Regions from separate parts of the Mus musculus genome. Here all the other regions are linked to region 7. The links are chromatin contacts, called in public HiChIP or PLAC-seq and promoter capture Hi-C maps. All regions are on one chromosome and are shown on one strand. The core of a region is the stretch at or near the end of the contact, and the rest is flanking DNA. Distances in the headings are between cores, read along the strand shown.

Region 1 (3,128 bases), core at 244-2,743, 580 kb before region 7:
CTACTTTGAATTTTCCAACCCAGGGGCTGTGCTTCCTCTCCCTCAGAAGTTTGTCTGTCTTTCTCTGGTTGTCTGTCTGTCTCTCTGCATCTCTTCTTTCCCTGCTCATGGCTTTCTCTCCTTTTCTTCCCCCTCCTCTCTGTCTCCTTCTGCTGGGTGACTTCACTAACCCCCTCCTCTCCTGTGTGGTCGGTGAACTCTCCCGGGAGCTGCCCCCAATAAACCTGCTTTTATACTTTATTTTGTCTTGAATTGGCAGAATACGTATCACCTGAGTCCATAAAAAAGACTCTAGCTAGATACATGTGCAGTGAAAAAAGTAAATAAATAGTAGGGATAAGGGCTTGGACGGGAACCAAGGCTCCCCACGCTGGGGTCAGAACATGGAGAGGAGGCTCCAGGGCCTTGGTGGACGATAACAGTCACTTTTTCCTGCCTGTTCAATCAGCATCTGTATCTCATGGCAACGGGGAAAACATCGCTTTCTAAACTCTGTTAAAACCTAAAATCTCAGAGAAGCCTCCGGCTTTTTTTTTTTTTTTTTTTTTTTTTGTATCTGCTTAAAAGCTCAGGAAGCCGGTGCTGACATTCTTGCTTGGGGGCCCAGAATTTAAACTTAGTCACTGCCCAAGGCCCTTGTTTTAGGAAAGAATGAGATTGTTGTTGCATAACTCAGAATTGAGCGGGGCGGGGTGGTCCAATGTAGCAATCCCACTTGTTTCTTGAGAGCCGTAGGAGTACTGAGGACCCGCCCACCCTTGCCTTGAGTGGGACTCTGCCTAGCGCTGAGCAGGCACACGCCTTTCTTTCGATGGGCAGAACAGGAGCAGCCAACTAGCAGAGGCAACTGCGCAATCTGGTACTGAAATTCTCCGACCAGTTCCTTCCCAAATCTTGGGCACAGATCAGCCTGAGAAATCCAGAAGACCCAAAGAACGACTATAGAAAGGAGACAGGAAAAAAGCAACGGAGAGACAAGCTAATCTGAAGTGCAGAGATGAGAGTGAGGCCCAGTCTGTGGCCAGACCACTGTCCCTAAATGCATCTAGAATACAGTCCCCTACTTTTACCTCCGTCCCCAGCTCAGCTCCGGGGTCTCCGAGGGTTTCTACATTTACTCAAGGTGTATTCTTCATAAAGCAGTCTTCATTCTACCCCCAGCAGCCCCAGCTTTTCCTATTATTGTCTCTAAGGCTAGGTCTTGCGTTTTTATGGTTTTGTTTTTCACAGACACAGGCCAGGAGTCTTTATTTTACCTTCCCCGTTTGCTTTACCAACTCTCTCTGGGTCTGTTTCTTACCCTCCGTGGGAGCTTCTGCCCATATGCCTGACATCTTTCCTAGCGTTTATACACATCTCTTTCACGATGCACAGTCCCTCCGACCCCCAATCTCCACCCCCATACTATCCCTTCTCGGGTCACCTTTATCACCGTCCCCCACCCCAATATTCTCACACTATCTACAGGTTCCTCATCTTCCTGCACATACACTCATGCTAACTGGATTTCACGGTTCACCTTCTCTGTCCTCCCCTTTACTCCTCCCTACTCCACAATCCCTTTAGCCAGATGTACAGCTCCCAAATTCCGGGCGAGATTCCCAGGAACAAAGCAAGAAAAAAACATCAGAACAATTTGGGAAGTAAACAGCGGCGGAGAAGAAGGGAGGGAAAAGCCGGGTGGACCCAGGTGGGTGGCCCTCCAGTCCACCCAGTTAAGGGACTGCCTTTTTCCCCTCCCCCTTCACCTGGCTTTTAAGGGGCCGGGCCCAGACCTCTGCTTCTTAAAGAGGAGCCCGCAGCAGCAGCTGCACTGGACTCTCTGGAAGGAGTGTACAGGGCAAAAACTCTGACCATGACCTGGGATGGGCTGCCCACGCAGCCGCTGCTCATGCTGCTAATGCTGTTGTTCGCTGCGGGCTCAGGGTCCGCCTTAGCGGGGTGCCCCGGCTGCGGCGCTGGGATGCAGACTGGTTGTCGCGGGGGCTGCGTGGAGGAGGAAGACGCGGGATCGCCTGCAGACGGCTGTACAGAAGCCGGAGGCTGTCTCAGGAGAGAGGGACAACCGTGCGGGGTCTACAGCCCTAAGTGCGCCCCAGGACTGCAGTGCCAACCCCGAGAGAACGAAGAGGCGCCTTTGCGGGCGCTGCTAATCGGCCAGGGCCGCTGTCAACGCGCCAGAGGGCCGTCGGGTGAGTCCATGTCTCCCCCCTCCCTCCCCGCTTCCCACCTGCCTACCTGAGATAGGAGAAGCAAGTCTCTCCTGGTAGGAATCTGGACAGATGCAGGTTGGGCAGCCTCTTCAAGCCTCTGGGACCGGCCCATTGGTTCTTCCTGGGCCTTGAGTGGAACGTGAAGTGGAAACGTCAGGGGACAGCTATAAGGCTGATAGGGGCACCTTAGAATAAGCAAGAGAGATGTCTGAATTCTCCTCTGCTCTCCCTTTCCCTTATCTATTTTCTCCAAAGGGAAAGAGACGTATGTAGGCGGAGGATGGAGGATTTGAGTTTCAGCTTTCCTCTATACCCCGCAGGGTCAACGCCATGGCTCTCCAGGCTCACACTGGAGACAGGACCTAGATTCCTTATGGAGGAGGAGGAAAGGGAATCTCAAACTCTAGTTCCACACACTAAGAAATGTCTCCTGCTCCTCCTTCAGTGCCACTGTGAACGGCAGTGGGCATCGGGAGCATCGGCACCGGGGGAGTAAACACAGTGGGCAGCGGGCACCGGGGGTAGCAGGCACTGCAGACGGTGGGCACGGGGGCAGTGGACACCGGGGCAGTGAGCAGGCCCTAGAGGGCCTGGGGAGGGCTGAAGAAGTGGGAAGAGAAGGAATCTGCCAAATCAGACTTATGATTTAAACCTGGTAGGAATTGGATGCCCTCCAGCCCCACCCTATCCCAGGGATGAACACAGAAGACTGAGTCATTGGGTGGGTGGGACTAGAGTGAGTCAGCACCCCAAAGATGGGGGTGAAGAGCAACGGGAGATGGAAGATAGCAAGTCCCTGGTTTTTCCATAGAAAGGGATGAGAAATGAATTTGGATCATTTGGCAGTGCAGGCCTGCCATTCCAGTGCTTAGGGGTGGAGGCGGGAAGGTCAGTCAGTGTCAGCCTTGGCTACAT
Region 2 (3,586 bases), core at 137-2,636, 580 kb after region 7:
TCATCAAAGCAAGAGAAAGAATGTGCTGAGTGTTTTCTTCCCTGTGCCTTAAGGGCCCTCATCCCAGCAGCCCATATAGCCAGCAAATGGAGGACTCCTAACTTCAGCACAAGTGGGTTTGGAGTGGCAGAGGCCATACTTTCTTTGCCTCAGCTTCTCTCCTTCCTGCTGCCCTATCCTCTGCCTTAGAAGAAATGGGAACAGCTTGTAGGGAAGGGACAAGCTGCAGAGGAACAGTGATTTAAAGGCCCTTGGAGCTAGTCCCCTCAGCCTCAACTTTGATCTGGCCTTTAGCCTCAAAGCTGCTGTACCTGCACATGGTCCTGAGAACATCTCTCTAGGCCTGTACCACACCTCTCTGCCTGTAGAACCTGTGAGATCATTGCCTGTGGCCTCTGTCACCCTGGAGCAAAGCCAGACCTTGGAACCCAAACTACTTTAGTCCCTAGAAAAGTTTCTGCTCAGAACTGAGGATGGAAAGAGCCGTAATGACGTTGGCCTTGCCGTGTTCCTTCTCCTCAGCGCCACACTCACATATTTCTCTGCTTTGGTTCTACAATCTGTTGTTGAGTTCCCCCTCTCTGCATCAGTCTTCCCTGGAAATGGAGGACCTGGTGCAGTACCTTTCCTCTGAGGCTTGGATTCCCGTTCTTGGGTGTAATGTTGCTCCCTGATCCCATATCCCTGTGAAAATGACTTAGGAAAAAACGTTTCTGAGCAAGCATTCTGGCCCATGCACTGGCTGAAGTGGGCAGACTGGAGGCGGCCTCTGCAAGAAATGGAGTCAGGCGAAGTCCACCTTGTACGCTGCTGTGCGGCTTAGGAATAAAGTGAATCTCTTCCAAACTGCCTTTGTGTGATGGCTCTGTTCCTCCCTTTTTTGGCAGCTATTCCTGTTCCTCCAGCCACCACCCCCACGCCCCCGCACCCCACCTCTTATAATATTTCTTCCTTTCTACCTCAGAGACTCCCCAGCAGTCCCCCCTACCCCTAATTTACAGGGCTGTTTGCCTCCTTGGCATCTCTAGTCCCCTCGCCTGGAAATTGGCGCCAGGGGTGGGGTGGGGATGGTATTTTCTCAGTGGGAGACTCAGGGAACTGAGTTCTCCCCCACACACCCCCAAAGCCAGCTGCCTGCTCCCGCCTCAGCCATTAGTAACCCGGAGACGCGCACCTGCGTGGAGGCTCTCCTCCAGCCCCTGCTCCCTTCCCGCACCTCCCACTCCTCCGAAACGGCGCTGAGCGGGTTATTTATCGGAGCCTGCGCTGCTCCAGAAGGTCAGGACGGTGGTGTAAATAACCTCTTCTCGCCATTTCCCCATCCCTCCAGAGCCTGCTCCCCTCCCCCTTCTCTACCTTTATTCGCACAAATGAATGTGGCTGGGCTGGCGCAGAGCCTGGCCCTGCATCTTAATGGGGCGGTGAGCTCACAAGATGGATTTAGCTGGGGGTTTTATGGTTGCTGCGGCGACAGGAGAATGCTTTGGTTTTCTTTCCCCCTTCCTCTGCAGGATTTTAAGGAGGGGGCAATGCGGGGACTCCTCCTCTCCCCTGAGATTTGTAGGGTCTCTTCTATCACCTCTATCTACTGTTCTAGCATGGGTCTGCAAACCTAGGACGGACAAGGAAAAGGGGAAGGAGGGAAGCAGAATGGGAAGAGCCTCTGCAACACGGGATGAAGCCTATGTATGGTCCTCCTTTTATGGAAACCTTAGGCACAGCAGCTGTGAAGCACCTGGGCCCAGGATCCCTCTAAGCAGATAGACAGCTGAATGCTGGACCACTCCTGCCTGGGGCCCTGTACTGGAAGCTGGAGGCCTGGTGGGAGAAGAGTTATGATGCCCTCTATCTTTGCTTGTATGGTCTGTGAGAGGCAGTGCCCAGCTTTATATAGCCCAACCTGCTCCTCATGGCCTGTATATCCTTTGGCTTGGGACAGCAGAGTTAGAACGGAGTTGAGGCCTCTTCCGTGAGCAGATATATCAACAGGAGCGTAGTTCTTTCCGTTTGAGTTCTCTATGCTTGTTTCTCCAGCCTTCTGTTTCCCACCAAGACTGAAGTTTTGGTGCCCTGGCCTACCCCGTCCTCTGGTGAGCAACTTTCATTTGGGACTCTGCAAACCCATCCTTAGCACTAACTAAAACAAAAACAGCAGTGACTTGGACTGTCTGGTTTGCCTCCCCCTCCTGTTTGTGAACCTTTCCCTCTTCCCCTGGGGATTCTTAGGAGGCCCTCCTCCCTTCTTCCCCTTGGCTGGGAAAGAGACTACAGCCTGAACAGTGCCAGACACCTGCCTGCCAGATGTGGCGATTCCCCATGCTGCCCCTACCCCACTGTCTCTCTTTTCCCCACCCCACTGAGCTCAGGCAGAGGGAGCCCCCCCACAGAGTGATTTACTGCTGCAGTCTCTTCCTCAAGTGCCCCTTCAGGCTTCTCTCTCTCTCTCTCTCTCTCTCTCTCTCTCTCTCTCCCTCTCTCCCTCCCTCCCTCCCTCCCTCCCTCCCTCCCTCCCCTGGTGCCCATGCGTGCTCCCTCTTTTCCCACCATGACCAGGCAGCTTCACCCCATTCCGACTGCAGGACCCTTTGCTGGGTGAGCTCTAGCTCCCTCTTTGACCAAAGAAGGAATGGGTGGGTGAAGGGTGATGCCCCTGCTACACCCCAGGAGAGAAATGAGCTGCAGGACTGAGGCCTGCAGCAGACAGAGCTGATGCCATCCTCTATGGGGAGAACTGGAAGAGAGAGGCTAACATGACCAGAACACAAAACCAACATTCCAGGGATAGGCAGAGCCTCTAAGGAGTTTCTAGTCAGACCAGAGACCATGACTGGGGCTGTGTTGTGCATATTGCAATTTCACATCTCTCTCTGGGTCTCCAGGCCTTGTTTTTGGGTCCATGTTTTAAATAACCCCACATGTCCCCCTTTAGTCTCACCCCAAACACTCAGGGACTCCAAGCCCTTCTTTATTTGGTGTTTGGCCTTCAGTGTCCTCGCCCTATGTCTTCCTGGGTCTCCCTAGGCCCTTTCAGCTCTCCTTTAGTGGCACTTTCCTCTCAGCTCACCTCCCAGGCACCCGTCCTCTACTTCCTGGCCATAGCAGAACCCACTGGACTTATGTAGAGCCTGTTTCCTCCCATTCGTCCCCGTAACCTGACACCTAAAGGTCTCTGCTGGGTTGGAACAGGGCTCATGGTTGAACTGAGACAGAGGGGTGGCAGGACTTAGAGTGTGAGAGTCTGGACACATGGAGAGCACAAGAGAATAAGGGAAGGGGAGGAGAGGGCTAAGAAGGAAACCAAAGTAGTGAAGGCACAGAAGCAGAGGTGGAGAGAGGGAAATGAAAATGACAAGCTGGGAGAGAAATCTTACAAAGAAAGCAAGCAAGCAGGGGGGAAAAATGGAGGTGGAGACAGGAAAGACACAGCAAGAAAGGGCTGCTGGGGAGGGGCCGGGCGAGGGGCAGGCTGGCTCTCCTGGGCTGCTTTATGCTGACAGGTCATAAATCATGTGTGTGTGTGCACATGTGCACATGACACATGCATGTAGGAATCCGAGGTGCTGAAAAGGACGGTGTTCACAATATT
Region 3 (3,504 bases), core at 841-3,340, 550 kb after region 7:
TTCGAGGCCAGCCTGGTCTACAGAGTGAGTTCCAGGACAGCCAGGGCTACACAGAGAAACCCTGTCTCCAAAAACCAAAAACCAAAAAACAAAACAAAACAAAGAAAAAACAAAACAAAACAAAAGACATGAAGTTGGGGTGTACAAAGGTAGATCTAGGAGGAATTGAGGAGAGGAATTGGAGGTTCTGAATGTGATCAAAGTACATTGCATGGAACTCTGAAATAATAAAAATATTAAAAACAAAAATTCAACTATAACAAACAACCCCACCAGTTATATTAAACAATAAATAATTGAATGGTTGAGCATTATGCTTAGCACATAATAAATGGGCAGAAAAATGTTATTATTATCATTAATCTGCCAAAGCAAGAACAATGCCCGCCACTGGGACAGGAGAGAGGATTCATCCTTTAACAACTATGGCTGCTCTTCCAGAGTACCCGGGTTTGATTCCCAGAACCCAAATAGCAGCTCACAATCCCATTGCAACTCCAGTTCAATGGGATCTGATATCATTTTCTGGCCTCCACAGGTACCAGGTATGTAAAGGGTGCACAGATATACTGACTTTAGGGTTTCTATTGCTGTGATGAAGCACTATGGCCAAAAAAGTAAGTTAGGGAGAAAAGAGTTTATTTGGCTTACACTTCCCTATGGCTGTTCATCATTGAAGGAAGTTAGGACAGGAACTACAGGAACTCAGGCAGGGCAGGAACCTGGAGGTAGGAACTGATGCAGAGATCACGGAGAGGTGTAGGGGGGCCAGCCCTGGTAGGGTCAGGTACTGAGGTGGGACACAGCATAAGATGGAGGTCAAAGGCTAATGATCTCTGGCCTTGTAACTCTTATTGTTCTGGGGGTCAGAAGCTGATAGCTTTCTTTCCATTCGCTCTAATCTCCAATGCCTTGATATCCTATTTCAAATTGAACCAAAGTGGGAAAACGTTGTCCATCAAAGTGCAGGTCTCCTGTACTCAACTCCCAGACAGAAAGTGGGCAGTGGGCAGCAGATTCTCTGAAGCTGAGCAACGGGGCATAGGAGCTGGCAACTGAACTCAGGTCTTCCACACGAAGAGTATGAGCTCTTTTTTTTTGTTTTTGTTTTCGAGACAGGGCTTCTCTAAATAGCCCTGGCTGTCCTGGAACTCACTTTGTAGACCAGGCTGGCCTCAAACTCAGAAATCCGCCTGTCTCTGCCTCCCAAGTGCTGGGATTAAAAACATGTGCCACCACTGCCCATCGAATATGAGCTCTTAACTACCGAGCCATATCTCCAGTCCCCACAGTTTTTTTTTTTTTTTTAAGTAAATTACATTAAAAATATTGAGGGGGGTGGTCTGGAGAGATTGCTCAGTGGTTAAGAACATTGGGTGCTTTCTCTTCCAGAGGTCCTGGGTTCAATTCCCAGCAACCACATGGTGTCTCACAACCAGCTGTAATGAGATCTGATGCCCTCTTCTGGTGTGTCTGAAGACAGCTACGGTGTACTCATATAAATGAAATAAATAAATCTTAAAAAAATATATATTTATTGGGTATGTGTGCATGCCACACGTGTATATCCTGGGATATACTTCTCGAGACCTTGGTTTGTGTAGTTAACGCTTGGCTGCCTATAGCTAACTTGGTGAACTTTCCGAGGTTGTTGAAATGACCCAAGGACACTACAGCTGTGGATATCCTAATGGTGGCGATGGGAATCTGTATTCGGGTAGGGCTTCTCAGCAAGGCTAATGTTAAGGGCTACACATAGCACCCCCTATAGCGAGTGCGAATTGGAGGCTGACAGAATCACGTGGCTTCCTCCTACCAATAGCAAAGTAACAATCGCTTCCTCCGTTCCCCATGGAAACAACACCGCCCTCAATGATCCTCCCGCCCCTTCAGTGCTGAGGTTTTGGCCTTTCATTGAAAATTCCGGGTGACAATCTAACAGCTGCCTCTTCTGGCTGGACAGTTGGCTTCCGTGAAGCGAGTGACTACGCTGACTGGTCAAGACGCGAAGGCTGGCTCATCTTCACCCAATGTTGCCTCTTTGAGGCGGGACCTAGCGAAGACTCAGGGCCAATCAGCGGTGACGTCGCTTGTGCGACTCCACGTCGGCAGCAGCTACGGGCAAGATGGAGGCGCTGATTTTGGTAGGAGCTGGAGGGCCAGTGGCTCCGTTGTGGTGTCCAGGGGGTCCGGGAGGTGGGGCTCATCAGCTGGGGCCGGGAGAGGGTTCCGGGCAGGCCTCGGGGGCCAAAGCTCCCGCTATCTGTGCAATGCAAGTGTGGCCTACAATGGGAGCTAGAGCCGCGGTATAGAGTAGGAAGCCTTGCCGGCAAGAGAGCAGGAGTCGGTGGCAAAGTTGAAGAGAACATGCAGGGTCCTTAGGAGAATTCTGATTGCGCTGGAGGGGTGTCTTTCAAGTTCTCCCCGATGGTTTTTGTTGTGGATCATACCTACTTGAGTTTCCCCAAACCCTCATATTCTAGTCCCCCAAGTTGCAATGGCAGAAGAGAGGTGTTTTGTCAGTCCCAGATCCTCCTGGTGGTGGTCAGAATTCGACTACCTTTTGGCAATTCCATGTCCTGTTCCTTTACAAAACTTGTTTTTATTTTCCTGTTAATCCTTAGTATGTAATTCTGTCATGATTGAGAGTCAGCATTCCATCCAGGTTCAGGAATACTTGGTAGAGCTAGTATAGATTTTGGAATATCTTTTTCTGACTCCTTATTCTTCTCTCCTACTCTCCCCTCCTTCAGACTTTAGGAACTCATACTGTAAGATCCATTTCAGCCTTCTTGCTTACATGAGAATTGTGATTATAGAAGTGCATTTAACTCTCTTGTCCCTTGATCCTTTCTGCTTGTTCTGCCCCCTAGAACAGGATCAGAGCATTTCTTTCAAGACACTGGCCAGCAGTTTAGAGACCCATGAGTCTGCCTACCTGTGTCTGTGTGTTAGTGTAGGAATTTAACTCCCAGCTTCTTTCCTTTAGTTGGACTCCAGGATTGTTTCTAAGAGTCTTCCTTAGCTCCTGTTTTCATTTATATTCCTTGTAAGTGTACATATCAAACTCTTGTCAGTAAAAGAAAAAAAGCTTTTTCTTCTTTCTTTCTTTAAAGGAAAAAAAGTTTTTTGAGACAGGGTCCCTCTCTACCTTTCCCTTTCCTGATGCCCTAGCTACTCATTATGTAAGCCATGTTGGCCTCAGACTCACAGAGGACCACCTACCTCTACCCTCCAAATTCGGAGACTAGAGGTATGTGCCACCACATCAACTTGTTTTAGTTTTCTCACTGAGAGTTTCATGTAGGTCTGACTGGAATCAACTTTGCCACGTAGCCAGGGCAGACATCTATACTCACCTGGCATTTATGTGGGAATTTGAACTTTGGTTTTCTTATTTGTATGACAAGCACTTTAACCACTGACCTATCTGTTCAAACCTCCTTACTTTCCTTCTTGCAAATGTCAAAGAGAATTTATTCTCATCATATGTGTTGGACAAGT
Region 4 (3,256 bases), core at 102-2,601, 620 kb after region 7:
AAACTGTGTTGAGGTGTCTCCCGGAATTAGAAGGCAGACCACCTACTAGAGACAGCCTTGGGGCAGAGGGATTTAAATAGCTATGATGGTTGGCCAGCTGGAGGGAAGCAAGGCATAAAAGTCGTGAGAGAGGCTGAGACCACACAACAGCTAGATGGAGGAAGGACGCAAGAGTGGAGAAATGGGCTAGGAAAGATACACAGTCACTGGAAAGAAGAGAACACAGGCAGAGAGTCTTGGGAGAGGGATGAGGACACGGGATATAGTTCAGCATAAGCACAGAGCCAGGTGTCCTCAGTGGGGGCAGGGAGACCACAGGTGTCTGAGAGTGGTAGGGGGCTTCACAATAAACAGGGCCCTGGAACCGGCCTAGCCAGGGTGGAGGTCAGAGGTCAGAGCAGGCCCTGCACTGCTGTGGCAGCAGGGTTGAGGGCAGGGGCTGCTGCGGAGTCCGGAGTACAGCTAGGCCCTCTCCTCCCCCATCCCTGGGGCTCCCTTCCCGATGTAGGTCATGAAGATGGGGTGGCCAAGGCTGAACGGGCTGGCTGTCAGAGCCCAGCGGGACTTCCCTTCCCCCCACTCTGACTTTCCTTCTCTCCTTGGTCTCCTGTAGCCCCCGACCCACGGCTGGGGTGGAAGGGAAGAAGGAGGAGAAGAAGAAGGGCCCAGGCAGCCGGCGCAGGGAGAGAGGGGCAGGTCCCGGCGTGTCGGGGCAGGATGGCTGCGGAGACAGGATCTAAGCCGCAAGAGCCCGGGATGGACAGTTTCCCACCCGCTCTTCTACCCAGCCCCCTTATCTTCACCCGTCAGGTTCCCACCTCCCACCACACTCACCTCGAAGCTACACCCAGCATCTTCTTCCTCCGCCCCCCACTTCCTCCTTTCCCTCTTATCCTGGGCCCAGAAGGCTGTCGGAGTGGCTAAGCCAAGGGTGGGGGAAGGCGCTGGAGGTGACGGGTCAGAACCTTTACTCCAACTCTACCAGGCCAGGACCAGCCCCCTCCCACAGTCTCTCCTGCACTGTCTTATAATATTCATGAGCCTCATGAATACGCAATGTTCTCATTATGGGGCGGGGGTCTCGCTCTCTCGGCCTTCCTTTTGCCCCTCCCTATGTTACCAGGAGAAACCGCAGCTAGGGGAAGAGAGGAAGAGGGGACCCCAGATGTGCAGCCAGATGAGGGGGGAGGGGGAATGAGTGGCAGACCGGCGGCCGCAGTCACCGCGGTGCCGAGGTGAGGGAGGGTGGGGGTTGGTGACCCAGTGAGAAGGAACCAGGGACCCGGATCCCAGAGTCGTGGAGACCACTCACCGAGGATCATGCTGGGGACCCTGGCTCCCGGGGTTCCGCGTCGTTCTGTCCCGGGGGCCGTTCTGGTCGGACTCGGGGTACAGGGGGGAGGAGTCGGGGAGGAGCAGGGGCGGGCCGAGGCGGAGCGGGGGCGGGGCCCACAGCAGGTGAAGACCGGAGGGGGCACCCTGGCACCCCGGGCTCCGCGAGGGGGCGTCCTGGCAGCCTCCCGCTTCCTCCAGCCTTTCAGTTACCGCCCCCAATCTCTGGGTTTTAGGATGTCGCTTTAGCTGGGGCTGGGGAACAAGATGGTGTGAGGTTATTGAGGAGGCTGGGAACTAAAATGCCTGGGTTCCTGAGTGGCTCAGTCTGAGGGCGGGAAGACTCATTCTCAGCTGATAGAGGGACAGGATCCTAAGTGATCTGGGGAGGAACAGAGCCCGGGTTGAGTGGGATAGTGATGCCCCTCTAGAGCAATGGGCTGGGTGGGCCCTGGAGGTGCAGGGAGGATGCCTGGGTCCTACTTTGTTCCGCTTCGGAGCAGGATGTCGAGACTGACTATCAGAGGTGAGTCGTGGTTCTGAAGATGGATTCGAGGTTTATCTGACAGTGTTCTTAGGGGAAGCTAAGTGAACAGATTGCATTCAGTGGTCCTGAGGAGGCAGAAATTAGAAGCTTGCAGTGGTGATTGCTAGGCTATTTAGAAGATGACAGAAGGTCAGAATCAGCGAGGTTCAACCTTATAGAGATGTCCTGGACTGAGCTGGGGAGGAGGGGCATTTATCCCGGGGTTAAATGCAGGACACCTTACCAAGAAGAGCTTTGATTCAGGTGGCAGGGGTGTAAGAAGGCTGGGGAGACGTTTGAGAATGGGATGTTCCTAAGGCAAACAGGAGGAAGCTGGAGTGTGAGAGTCGGATAGGTATCTAGGGAAGATGCAGCTGCTACAGCCTGAACCTGTCTGTACCTGCCACAAGAGGGAGGGCAGCAGGCAGAGTTCCCAGAAGGCCAAGCAGCCAGCTTTAGGCCAACCCAGCCAGAGGGAGAGGGGGTGAGACTGGGAATTGGAACACTCATGGTTTAGGGAGGGTGGAGGCAAGAGTGAAAAGCGGGGTCATGAGTGATAGGATTGGATTCAGAAACTTTGAGGAAAGGAGGGCATTTCCAGCTTCTGGCGGGAAGTTGGGGCTTGATTGCTAACTCAGGTGCAGGAATTTTAGATTTGTTCCTACTGTGAGCCTCAGCAATGTCTGCCTTCCATCTGTGAAAAGCTGTTTGCAATTGCCAAGATACTCCAGCTCAAGGCTAGGTGAAAGATGGGTGCCGGCACCCTAGTCTTTGAGTCCTGTGATCCTGCTTTGAGGAAAGATGTGGGATCTCTGGGTCCACGAGAGGCCATCTTCTCGCTTTGAATCTAACTTGCTGGAATCCTCCTGCACTTCTATAACAGAAAGCCTGCTTCCTAGGTTTAGCCCCTCCTCTCCTTTTCCAGGTTTCTCCCCTGGGGAGGAGACATACTAAAACGAGGGCCAGCACTGGGCTTGGCTGATTCGAGAGCCCCCTCCTTGCCCTTCAGGCCCACCTGCCCACACTGTCTTTCCAGGGTCTCCCGAGTTAGGTGGAACTCAGATGAGGGATTGCTTAGCTTACTATGGGAGGCAGCTGGCTAGAGGGTGCGGTGACCTTGCAGGCAGCTGGGGGGTTGGGGGAGCATTGTGTGGGGCAGATTCATTATTGATGAGCCCCTGCACCCCAGGCTACTAATGAGTCCAGGCCGGCTGCCCTAATTGATGTCAAGAAACTTGAGACCCCCAGATCATCTTCCCGCTTGCCAGCTGCCTCTCCTGAGCCCCTTCCCCCTCTGACATCTCCAGTCGCTCTGCTTCCGTTTACTTCTTCACTTCTCTCTTCCATTTCCACCAACTCAGGCAAGCAAGGAGAAGGTTCGGGCGGCTGATCTCCACA
Region 5 (3,141 bases), core at 236-2,735, 640 kb after region 7:
TGGCCTCTAATTTTCCCAAGCCTCTGGGCACCAGTCTAGGTCTGCTTACTACCCGGAAATAAGGATTCTCCATAGAGATTTTCAGGAACCTTCGTTCTGATGCTCTTGGGCCCAGAGAGCCTATATCTTTCTCAGCTTCCGACCCTAGTCCCAGAAGTCTGAGTTCTACTACAGCCGACAAGCTACAGGAAATCAGCTTTTCTCTTCCTCCCAAGAGCTAGAGCAAGAGGGAAACCGCCCACCCCCCTTCAGGCGCGCGCACTCACACCCCTCCCGACACATCCGTGCACCGCCCTGGATTGATCCGGCCACTAGCCCTAGTACCCCCAGTGCCAGGGTTCTGGGATTCTCCCCAAGTTCTTGGATCTCTTCGCCTGAAGAGACTGGGGGTGGGAGGCAATTCAGGAGAATGAGGAGAAAGGGGAGGGAGCCTTCGTCTTCCTCCCGGGTCTTTCCCGAGTCTGAGTTGATGGGGGAGGGGAGGATGAGACTGGCCCCCACATAACCTTCCGACCCTCTCAGTCTGTCTTTCCTCTTACGGCACACGCTTACCCAGCTCCAACCCTCTCAATAGCCCCACCGAGGATCTCGAGGTTCTTCCACTGCCTCCTAAGGCCCTGCCCGGCCTCCGCACCCCCCTCGACTCCCACCCGCCACAGGTCTCCCGCAGCCCACAGATCGCCAGAGACCCTAAGCTTTCTGCGCCCTCTCCTCCCGGTTGGCCCTTAGACCCTGCCTGTACTTCTCCAGCTTCTAGATTCGGGTCCTCTCCTCATGCCACACAAGTTTCGACACCGATCTCACACTCCACGTCGGCCACGGTCCCTCCCTGCTGCAGCGCGGGCCCCCAATTCTAGCTTGGGCCCCCAACTCAAGTCTTGGTCTTTCCAAACTCCGCCCTCCAACTCAAGTCCTGGTCGCTTCCAGTCCTCGGCGCGCCCCCAGTTTCCAGGTGGCCCCCTGCCCGCTTCCCGCCGCCAACCTCGCCACTCACCCGTCCCTTCCCGGCCGGTAAAACTCCACGGAGAAGCCAAAAAGGGAGCCGGGGGGCCCGGAGAGCACCGCCGGGGCCTCCGCGTCTAGGTTGAAGCCCCCAACCTGGAGTGGTGGCGGCCACAGTAGCAGCAGCAGAGGCAGCAGCGGCGGTAGGCGTCGGGGCCCCCAGCGCAGCAGCACCGCGTGGAGAGGAGATCGAGGCGACCGTGGCGTCCAGCTCCCCATAGTGCCCGCTCTTCCCTGTCCTGGGGCCACCGACCCGGAGCCGCTTCCTAAACCTCCCAGAGGCGAATGACTCAACGCGGGGAGGAGTTTGCCAAACTCCCGGCTGGGCCCTCCCCCCGGCCGCCGGGCCGGCTGGCGGGGGGGCATTCCTGGGTCCCGGGGACGCCGAGGCCGCGCCCCGCACCCGAAGGGGCGTGGGGGGCCGCACCTCTGAACCCTGGCTCCGGCCCCAGCTGGAGGCCGGTGGTCTGGCCTGGCTCAGACTGGGCGGGCTTGGGTTCTTCGCCCTCCTCTCCGCTTCCCCCTCCTCCCTCCCCCTCCTTTCCAGATGTACAACGTAAACGCTCGGAAAAGTAGTCGGAAAAGGGAGCAGAAAATTTCCTAATGAGGAAAGGAATCACCTCTGGGGGGCGGAGGGAGCCTGAATATTGTGTGTGTGTGTCTCCCTCATTTCTTCAGGAAAAAAACTTTGGGGTCGAGAGACAGGGGACTCCTCTGGCGTCCGGCCAACAGGGATTCCCCTTGCCTTCCGGGGCCACTGGGTGCCTGGGTTCTGGCCAGCTAGATTGGGACTCTGCAGCCCAGTCACTGAACGCTCCCCAGACAGCCTCCTGGGGTAGCTTCGTTGGCCTCGGGAATTCCGCGGCTGCCCCTCCCCAAGCTGATAGAGTGGAAAGCATAGGACTTTTGGGGTCTCTGACACAGGAGCATTGGGCTTTATTTGCTAACGTTGGGTTTGGAAGTCTCTGTTCTGGCCCTTTCTTGGATTTGATACCTGACCAAGTGGCCAACCTCTCAATTCAGTTCCTTCATCAGATTGCCTGATTTCCTGGATAAGCCCCAGAAAGATAAGTGATGGGTAGCAGTTGTGATGGTGGTGGTGGGGAGTCTTCAAAGGGAACCAACTTTCAGCTTCTGTTGGCCATCTGAAACCCAAGACACTTGCATTATTTGTGTAAGTAGAGGAAGGGGTGGTAGTAAGTGAAGGTACCTTGTTAGCCCCTAGCTCAGGCTGTGTGTGATGAGATCACCTTTCAGGATTCTGGTCTTTATCTTAGTCTGGGGGGAGGGGAGAGAGGCCTACAGTCTCCCCTAATCCCCTTTGCTTTCTACTCCCTTCTCAGCCTTTTTCCTCCAGGACTTCTCCCCTTTCAGAATAAGGCCCACAGAGTAAAATCCTGCCCTCTTCTTGCCCTTCTCTTTTGACCCGTTGTGGCCTGAGGGGATGCTGAATAAAAATCCCAGAGTCATTTTTTTTTTTTTCCTGCTGCATGCTTCCTCTCATCTGTTACTCTTACTCTGCTTTCTGTCCTCAGTCACCCAGCTAGATCTTCAAAAGCAGATCTCCAGGGCCAATTGCAGCCCCAGAGAGAGGCCAGCTGAACAGACTACAGCCTAACCCTGGCTCCATTCCACTTTCACATCTGCAGGTCCTGACCCTTCGTCAGGTGGGAAACATAAGGAATCTGTGGGTCAGGATCTGAGGCAAGCAGTACCCAAAGTCAACCTCTGGTGTGATTGGCCAGGGGGGGAACCCAGGTGAAGAGGAGAATGGACTTTTATTTACTGTTTATAGACATTCATGTGAGGCTTGGGTCCCACATGTGTGAATCCAGCCCTCTCCTTTCTCAGCCCAGACTTTTAGATTTTTTTCCCAGGATTTAGGAGCTGGGGAGGAAGGGGGGAGGTATACAGCTAGGGAGGTGTGTGACTCAGATCCTCCCAGGAGCCTTGGTGGGGGACAGGGGACATAGTGTCCTGCCTTGGTCCTCCTCCTCCTCAATCCCCCAACATTGGCCAACTCAAACAGGCACCCTCCCTGTCCATTCCTCGCTCCTGTTTACGCAGGAGCCCCTTAGTCATTCTCTGGCTAGCTGTTCCACTCTCCCCAATATCCCTCCTCTCTTGGCTCTCTCTGCC
Region 6 (3,142 bases), core at 480-2,979, 520 kb before region 7:
AGCAACCACATGGTGGCTCACAACCATCCGTAATGAGATCTGACTTCCTCTTCTGGAGTGTCCAAAGACAGCTAGAGTATACTTACATATGATAAATAAATAAATCTTTAAAATAAATAAACAAACAAACAAATAAATAAATAAAGTTTGTGTATCTCTAGCTGGTAGAACTTGCTATGTATACCAGGTTGGCCTTAAACTCACAGGGATTGGCCTGCTCTGCCTTTCAGGTGCTGGGATTAAAGATATTTGTCACACTCCCCTGCTTTTTTTTTTTGTTTTTTGTTTTGTTTTTTTATTTTTCCAAGACAGGGTTTCTCTGTGTAGCCCTGGCTGTCCTGGAACTCACTCTGTAGACCAGGCTGGCCTCGAACTCAGAAATCCACCTGCCTCTGCCTCCCAAGTGCTGGGATTAAAGGTGTGTGCCAACAACACCCGGCTACACTCCCTTGCTTAAGCTAATGTTTAAAACTGTATGATTGTTTCTGATGTGACTCTGTCCATGCAAGTTCAAGAGCCTGTACACACCTGGACTGCTTATTCCTTTAGAAGCAAGGTCTCTTCCCCAACCTGGGGCTCTAATTTTCTCAGTTAAGGTGGAATCCAGCAAGTCCAGGGGATTCTCCAGTCTCCACCTTTGTCAGAGCAGGCTTGTTAACCTGGAAAACAGAATCCAAACTCTGGTCCTAGTTTCCCAGCAAGCACTCTTAACAGCTGGGTCATCTCTTCAGGTCCCTACATTTGTTTTAAAAACATTCCTGGTGACATGTCTCTCCATTTTATGTCAGTTTCAGAATGACCCTAAGGGAAATGGAACTTACTTTAGTGGTGTAAAAGGTACAGGACTGTGGTTAGGAATCCATATGCTTTTTGGATAGTGTCTTACTGTCACTTAAACTCACCAGACAGCAGTTAGAATAGAAACTGGGACTTAAGTGGAATTCACGTTTCCTTCTGCCAAGTGTGCACTTAGAATAGTCCTATCTTTTAGCAGAACTCCTCTCTAATGCTACAAGTGGGGCGCTAGTATTCGAGGATAGGCTCAAATTTCCAAAGGGGGCCTGGCCCAGAGGACAACACGCACTTCCAAATCTCCAACAAGACTAGTCCACTGAAGGGAAAAAAGGCCTTTTCTTGAAAGGAAGCCTAGTTTGGCTAGGTCAAGACTGCGGGGCCGGAGCACGTTTGCCTTGGCTATTGAGGGAACTCACTGAGACTCACATGCAGATTGTGGTTTAGTGTGTACCGCAGGACTGCGCAACGGCTCAACTCTCCTCCCAGCTGACCTCAGTCTGCAGGTCTGCACCCCACAGCAGCAGGCACCGGAAAAACAGACCTCACCAAGCTTTAAAAAAAAGATCAGAGGTACGAACTGTCCCGGCTTCTACCTGGGGCGTCAGGAGAGAGACGGAGATTCTGCAAGAATCAACCAGCGCACCTAGCGAACCTTCTCAAAGAACACTCAGTACCTAAAGGTTCCCTAAAGGTTCCAGGCGAGCCTGGGAGCTGCCCTCAGTGAAGATGGCGGCCGGGGCGCTCGCGCGCCACGGCGCAGGCGCCGCCCTTCGCACCACCCTCCTCCGGTCCTCCGGGCCGTCCCCCTCCCGCTCGCCAGCTGCAGCTCTCCGCGCGTCCCCAGCCTCACCCCTTTTCGGAGGGCCCCCCCTCCTGTCCCGGCTCCGGAGCCCGGAAGTGGATGTGGCCGCTTGGCAAAGAGGGGGAGGGGGACGGAGAAGTGCTTCCGGGGAAACGGGCCCCGGGTTGGTGTTTGTAAACTTGCCTCGGTCCCGACGCGGGGAGCGGCGGCCGCGGGCTTGGCACGGGGTGCCTGGGGCCTGGAGGGGGCGCCGCGCGGCGGAGGAGACGGCGGGAGGCCGCGCCAGGCAGGTAGGCGCGCGCCGCGGGGAGGCAGCGTCGAGCGGGCGGGCGAGCGGGCGGACAGCAGCTCGCAGGCCGTGGGGCGCCGCGCGCGAGGGGGGAGGGGAGCGCGGCGGAGGAGGGGCGCGCGGCGGAGGGAGGGGGCGCGAGGGGAGGGCCGCCGCCGCCCCGCCCCCCACCGCCCCGCCGGGAGAGGGGGCCTTGCCCGGGAAGGGGGGGGGAAGCGCGGGCGCGAGCACGCAGGTCGCGCGCGGCTCGGCGCTCCCGGGGCTGCGCGCTGCGGCTGCCTGCAGAGCGCGCGCACACACGCCCGCCCTCCGCCTCCGCGGCGGCGAATTTACGAACCTTCGGGCGGACTCCGAGCGACGCTCACGTGCGGGCACTGCCAGCCACCCCGGCGCTCGGCGGAGGCCTCCCGAGCTTCCTTCCAACACAGTTCTGCCCTCGTCTGTGGAGTGCCAGCTTTGCAGGCCGGCCCACTCCGCACAAAAGCCCCAAAGGGCCTCCGCCCCCTTCTTCCGTTCCTAAGATGGCAAATCCCAGCTCTTACTCTCTTGGCAGATCCTCTCTATAGGAGGCCCAACTTACTTTTGCTCCCGTTGGCTGCTCTTTCGGCCCAGGAGGCCAGTTTCTTCTACTGACCTAGAAAGAAAGCTCTCGACTCATGTCCTCCTTTTGAGCTTCAGAACGCCCAGCAAAATAAGTTGAGGGAGCTTCGATCGTTGTTTGGCCTGAAGATGTTACACCTAAGGGCCTCATCTCCCTTTCTGGTTTCAGGTTTCTGGAACAGACCTAGAGCTTCACCAAGAGAATTCAACTTGGAAACCAAGACTGGTAGACTCTCGTTTCTTCCGACAAGAGGCAGAAGTCAGAGAGAGACTGCGGATTCTTGGGACACCTGTTTTCCTTTTGGAGGACACCGAGTTCTTTGAGAAGACAGTTCAATATGGCAAAGGAACTGAAAGAACGGGGAGGAGCCGTTACTGTGATTTGGTGACGGTTCTTCAGACAACCAGTGTCTTAAGGAAAACTGGGACAGAGAACTTCTGAACTTTTTGGGTTCGTTAAGTGAGAAGTCAGCATGGCTCAGGTAAAAAGCTCTCGAGTCCTCCTTCAAGACCGTTCACTGGGAAGCCTCTTTGCAGTGTCACCCTTGAATTCTGCCTTAGCCAACAGTATTGACCATCCCCAGTGAGCCGAGCTCTGTATTAAGCGCCAGGGGGAGATCTAGAGGAAGGAAAGGAGACAGGCCACAGCCCCTGCC
Region 7 (3,594 bases), core at 119-2,618:
GAGAACTAATTGGAAAATAGATAATAATAATAATAATAGCAACAACAACAATCAAGAGTTCAGGGGGTAGAATAGTTGGGTGGGTAGAGGTGCTTGCCACCAACTCAAGGTTGGGAGAAGAGAACTGATATCCCCAAGCTGTGCTCAGACTTCTGTACACCTATCTTCACACAGACACAGACAGACAGACACACACACACAGAAGTAAAAAAAAAAAAGTTAAAACAGAGTAGTACTCAGAGATGAATAAGAACAAAGTATGGATGGTGTACATGTTTGAAATGAAACTCACTGTATATTAACTTAAAAAAAAAATACACCTCAGTCCAGAGCGGGGAGGCAGCCCTTTTCTCTAGCCCACACATCTGCTTCCTGTGTCAGGTGCAGCTGATGTGTCCAATCAGACATCACCACTAGTCATATGCACACCCCCAAACATCACAAACCCACACCAGGCTGAGACAGTGGGGGAGGAACTTTAAAAGAAATTAAACACTCCATGGAGAAGGAAAGGTGGGCCAGCAATGCAATAGGAAACAGTTTCTTTGTCGGCTTTTTTTTTTTCATCTATGAAAAATCTCTCATTACAGCTACTCCGTGTTTTCTTCAATATAAGTCTTCTTAGGTTAGAGTGAGATCTGTCTCTAAAGTTCTACCCGTTGAGAACCCCAAACCCCTCCTTTCCCACAAAGACAATCTGTAACAGCTGCAGATATTCTTCAGAACTGAAAGTGTATGTGGTCAGATGCTGATGTTCAAATGCATTCTCTCTCTCTCTCCCTCTCTGTGTGTGCGTGTGTGTGTGTGTCCCCTCTCCACTGTAGGGCTCTCAGCGTTTTGGCGTTCCACAAGTTGGAAGTTTTCCCCTCAGGGATTCAGCGTAGTAAAGGCCTTTGGATCTTTGGATTTGGGTAAGAGAGAGAAGGTCTGTGAGGGCAAAGACTTGCCTGGAAAAGATTAAGCAAATATTTCAGTCCCTTCAAGCTTCCATAATCGGATCGAGCTTTACTGAGGAGGCCCCGCAAGAAAGTGAGGACAATGCGGGCTACTCCTCAAGGCCCCCCTTGAAACCAACAAAACCGAAACGTGGGGGAGGCTTCCTTAGTGCGTAAAGTATTAAAACCTAAACGCTCCTACCGTCCTCTTCTACAGTTCTCTCGGATTAGCCTTTCGCAGGCTGAGAAGCGGGCTGACCACCCCCGCGTAAGCCCACCCTCAGTTAGGCCAAGTTTCTTACCCCACGGACGGATCAGCTGTTCCCCTCACCTTTCACCAACAACAAAAACAGCACTCCGACTATAGGAGGGGAGGGGAAGAGTGACGCGAGAGCTTCTGGGGCTTGTGGTTCTTCTATGACTCGACACTGTCTACTTTTCTACCTGTGGAACTACATGTCCCAGGAGGCTGCGCGCGAGGGGCGGGGAAGAGGGCGGGGCGGTGATGGACTCAGCGTGGCATCCCGGGAGATGTAGTTCTTACTCCCGAGGCAGTTCAGGAGGGTGTGTCTTCCAAAGGACTTCACGGCCCATGATTCCTTAAGAAAGGGCAGGCTGATCTAGTGGAGGCTGCTGGTTCGTAGCATGCTTAGTGGGAGAGTTGACGGCTTTAACGCGTTCTGCACAGCTCTTTTCGGTGGGGCGGAACGCTTCCAGCACAGCCTTCTTGTTCGCTTTTACAAGATAGGCTGTAGTGTTATATCTACTTACAAAAGAAAAAACTTGTCTAAGGAATCCTCTAGGGTCAGGGCTATGAAACTGTAGAACTCTGCCAGGCCTCTCCCAAGCTACGAGCTACAGCCACCATGTTGTGGGTGGGGAAACTCACAGGGGTGGTAGTGGTTATTTATTTTTAGCTTGTTCTGACTTCAGGGTTGACAGAGCTTGTAAAAGTCTCAAAGCTTACTGTTTGGTTCCAGCTTGAGAAGATTTCCATGCCAAGGGGTCCGATAACACACACACACACACACACACACACACACACACACACACACACATACCACACCTGCACGTGCTCCCCCTGGAGTGGCTTCTGGGGCTAGGATTAGGGGACATAGCTTGAAATGGTGGCTAGGCTGTGGAATGAAAAGCATGCGGTTGAAGAGAGAGCTTGGCAGGACTGCCACAGCTCACAACAAGCTACTTAGAGAGGCTTGTTTGCCCAAGCCTTTTAACTGGCTTAAATTAATTAGAGCAACAATACAATTGTTGCTATAGGGTTGTTTTTTGTTTGTTTGTTTGTTTTGTTTTGTTTTGATAGGCGAAAGAGTCACACTGTTCCCACACCGCAGTCACTTAAGGACTTGAACCGTCCTCATCGTTGTGGGTGGCCTCCAACCCTGGAAGAGTTCAACCCCCCCCCCCTTTCTCAATATTAAAGGATTAAGTGAGATGTAATGCTACACACCTATAACCCTAGCAATTGAAGAGGCAGAGGCAGGGAGATCCTGGAGATTTCGATTCTGACTCAGGCTACACAGGAGACCCTGTCTCACAAATAAATAGTTATGCCGGAAAGACAGCTGTCCTCTCCTGGTTGGGTCCATTCTAATTATCTGTGGCAGTAGGTTCTGGCGGCGCCTCTTCTTTTACTTTTTTTTTTTTTTTGGTAGTTTTTTTTTTTTTTTTCCTTTTAAGATTGAATAGGGTATTTGATGCTGTCCTTGGGTGCCTTTCATTTGAAGATCTCCAAGCATTAAGTCACTGGGCTGCACAAACATTAAGATGACATGTCTGTGTCATTAGTCAGGATTTATGAGTTAGGGCACAAGCTGCTGGATGGGGAGATAGTTCAAGGTCCTGGGTTAGCTACGAGTGAAGCCTGTCCAAAGACTCAAGTCTCAAATGTTTATTTTGTCTGCATTCAGAATGAAAGCTTGTAAAAATCTCAGTCTCAAATAGAGCTAAGGTAATAACAACTTCCATGTTTGGGATGCTTACAGCGTTTTTAAACAGCCATAACGTATGCCCTATTATCATCCCCATTTTACGTGTAATGAGAGCAACACTCAGACAGCTGAGTAATTCGTGAGGTTAATCCAGCTAAGTGGCAGAATCAGGGTTCAAGTTCCAGTAGTCAGCACTGTATTAATGTGGCTTTAAATTCTGTTGTTGTAAGAAGCAGTGTTAGTCAGGGGATAAATATTCACTGAGCTCTTATGTGCTCAGTGAAGGCACGTGGCAACGGGAAGCCCCATCATTCAACAAGTATGTGTTAGTGTTATGCCGGATGTTCCATATGTCTCACTAAAAGGGTAAATACAGATACTGAAGGATATATTTGATTGGGTTAGTTTGTCAAGATGGGGATGGGGTGGGGGCTGGAGAGATGGCTCAGCAGGTTTTTTTGGGGGGGTGGGGTGGGTTCAAGACAGGGTTTCTCTGTATCGCCCTGGCTGTAGACCAGGCTGGCCTCGAACTCAGAAATCTGCCTGCCTCTGCCTCCAGAGTGCTGGGATTAAAGGTGTGCACCACCACTGCCCAGCATGGCTCAGCAGTTAAGAGCACTGACTACTTTTCCAGAGGTCCTGAGTTCAAATCCCAGCAACCCCATGGTGGCTCACAACCATCTGTAATGAGATATGATGTTCTCTTCTGG

What was found. Promoter capture Hi-C pulls out the DNA fragments that hold promoters and counts their contacts. HiChIP or PLAC-seq counts read pairs in DNA pulled down with a chosen protein or histone mark.
Region 1: a promoter capture Hi-C map of pre-B cells shows a contact between it and region 7, with 4 times the contacts expected there. The contact joins the promoter of Igfbp6 here to the promoter of Calcoco1 in region 7. A contact is called at or near these places in 5 of 39 promoter capture datasets (the 3T3-L1 cell line, the C10 cell line, fetal liver and 2 more) and 1 of 9 other capture datasets (adipose tissue).
Region 2: an H3K4me3 HiChIP or PLAC-seq map of embryonic basal ganglia shows a contact between it and region 7, with 4 times the contacts expected there. The contact joins the enhancer-like site here to the promoter of Calcoco1 in region 7. A contact is called at or near these places in 6 of 39 promoter capture datasets (the 3T3-L1 cell line, cranial neural crest, hippocampal neurons and 2 more), 7 of 115 datasets of contacts at active chromatin or transcription factors (T-cell acute lymphoblastic leukemia, embryonic basal ganglia, embryonic stem cells and 4 more) and 1 of 9 other capture datasets (embryonic stem cells).
Region 3: a contact with region 7 is called in a promoter capture Hi-C map of 3T3-L1-derived adipocytes, with 4 times the contacts expected there. The contact joins the promoter of Copz1 here to the promoter of Calcoco1 in region 7. A contact is called at or near these places in 9 of 39 promoter capture datasets (the 3T3-L1 cell line, 3T3-L1-derived adipocytes, the C10 cell line and 6 more), 3 of 115 datasets of contacts at active chromatin or transcription factors (forebrain, neural tube and stem cell-derived neural progenitor cells) and 1 of 9 other capture datasets (pancreatic islet).
Region 4: a promoter capture Hi-C map of pre-B cells shows a contact between it and region 7, with 2.6 times the contacts expected there. The contact joins the promoter of Zfp385a here to the promoter of Calcoco1 in region 7. A contact is called at or near these places in 7 of 39 promoter capture datasets (cranial neural crest, embryonic stem cells, liver and 2 more), 1 of 484 Hi-C or Micro-C datasets (embryonic stem cells) and 7 of 115 datasets of contacts at active chromatin or transcription factors (the 230-238 cell line, bone marrow-derived dendritic cells, bone marrow-derived macrophages and 3 more).
Region 5: an H3K4me3 HiChIP or PLAC-seq map of embryonic stem cells shows a contact between it and region 7, with 8 read pairs. The contact joins the promoter of Itga5 here to the promoter of Calcoco1 in region 7. A contact is called at or near these places in 1 of 39 promoter capture datasets (pre-B cells) and 1 of 115 datasets of contacts at active chromatin or transcription factors (embryonic stem cells).
Region 6: a contact with region 7 is called in a promoter capture Hi-C map of pre-B cells, with 3 times the contacts expected there. The contact joins the promoter of Zfp740 here to the promoter of Calcoco1 in region 7.

Annotation. Positions count from the first base shown.
Region 1 is chr15:102,142,693-102,145,820 of GRCm38.p6, forward strand. Igfbp6 (insulin-like growth factor binding protein 6) reads left to right here and starts at 1,494. Exons shown (of 4, transcript NM_008344.3): 1 at 1,494-2,192. The coding sequence starts at 1,856.
Region 2 is chr15:103,299,020-103,302,605 of GRCm38.p6, forward strand. Copz1 (coatomer protein complex, subunit zeta 1) reads left to right here. Exons shown (of 9, transcript NM_019817.2): 9 at 1-846. Among named protein-coding and RNA genes, the nearest start is that of Gpr84, 9.6 kb to the right of the region's middle. Within about 2 kb of position 1,387, at least 115 of the 459 cell types and tissues checked have an H3K27ac peak or open chromatin away from gene starts, as enhancers often do. A contact at or near this core is called in embryonic basal ganglia, forebrain and hippocampal neurons, where this site is marked.
Region 3 is chr15:103,270,798-103,274,301 of GRCm38.p6, forward strand. Copz1 (coatomer protein complex, subunit zeta 1) reads left to right here and starts at 2,091. Exons shown (of 9, transcript NM_019817.2): 1 at 2,091-2,144. The coding sequence starts at 2,127.
Region 4 is chr15:103,338,735-103,341,990 of GRCm38.p6, forward strand. It overlaps Zfp385a (zinc finger protein 385A), which reads right to left and starts at 1,352. Exons shown (of 8, transcript NM_013866.2): 1 at 1,313-1,352. The coding sequence starts at 1,322.
Region 5 is chr15:103,365,306-103,368,446 of GRCm38.p6, forward strand. Itga5 (integrin alpha 5 (fibronectin receptor alpha)) reads right to left here and starts at 1,486. Exons shown (of 30, transcript NM_010577.4): 1 at 995-1,486. The coding sequence starts at 1,221.
Region 6 is chr15:102,201,916-102,205,057 of GRCm38.p6, forward strand. It overlaps Zfp740 (zinc finger protein 740), which reads left to right and starts at 1,730. Exons shown (of 8, transcript NM_001289691.1): 1 at 1,730-1,887; 2 at 2,656-3,142. It overlaps Csad (cysteine sulfinic acid decarboxylase), which reads right to left and starts at 3,137. Exons shown (of 18, transcript NM_001359126.1): 1 at 2,224-3,137; 2 at 1,222-1,345; 3 at 529-659.
Region 7 is chr15:102,720,810-102,724,403 of GRCm38.p6, forward strand. Calcoco1 (calcium binding and coiled coil domain 1) reads right to left here and starts at 1,369. Exons shown (of 15, transcript NM_026192.3): 1 at 1,238-1,369.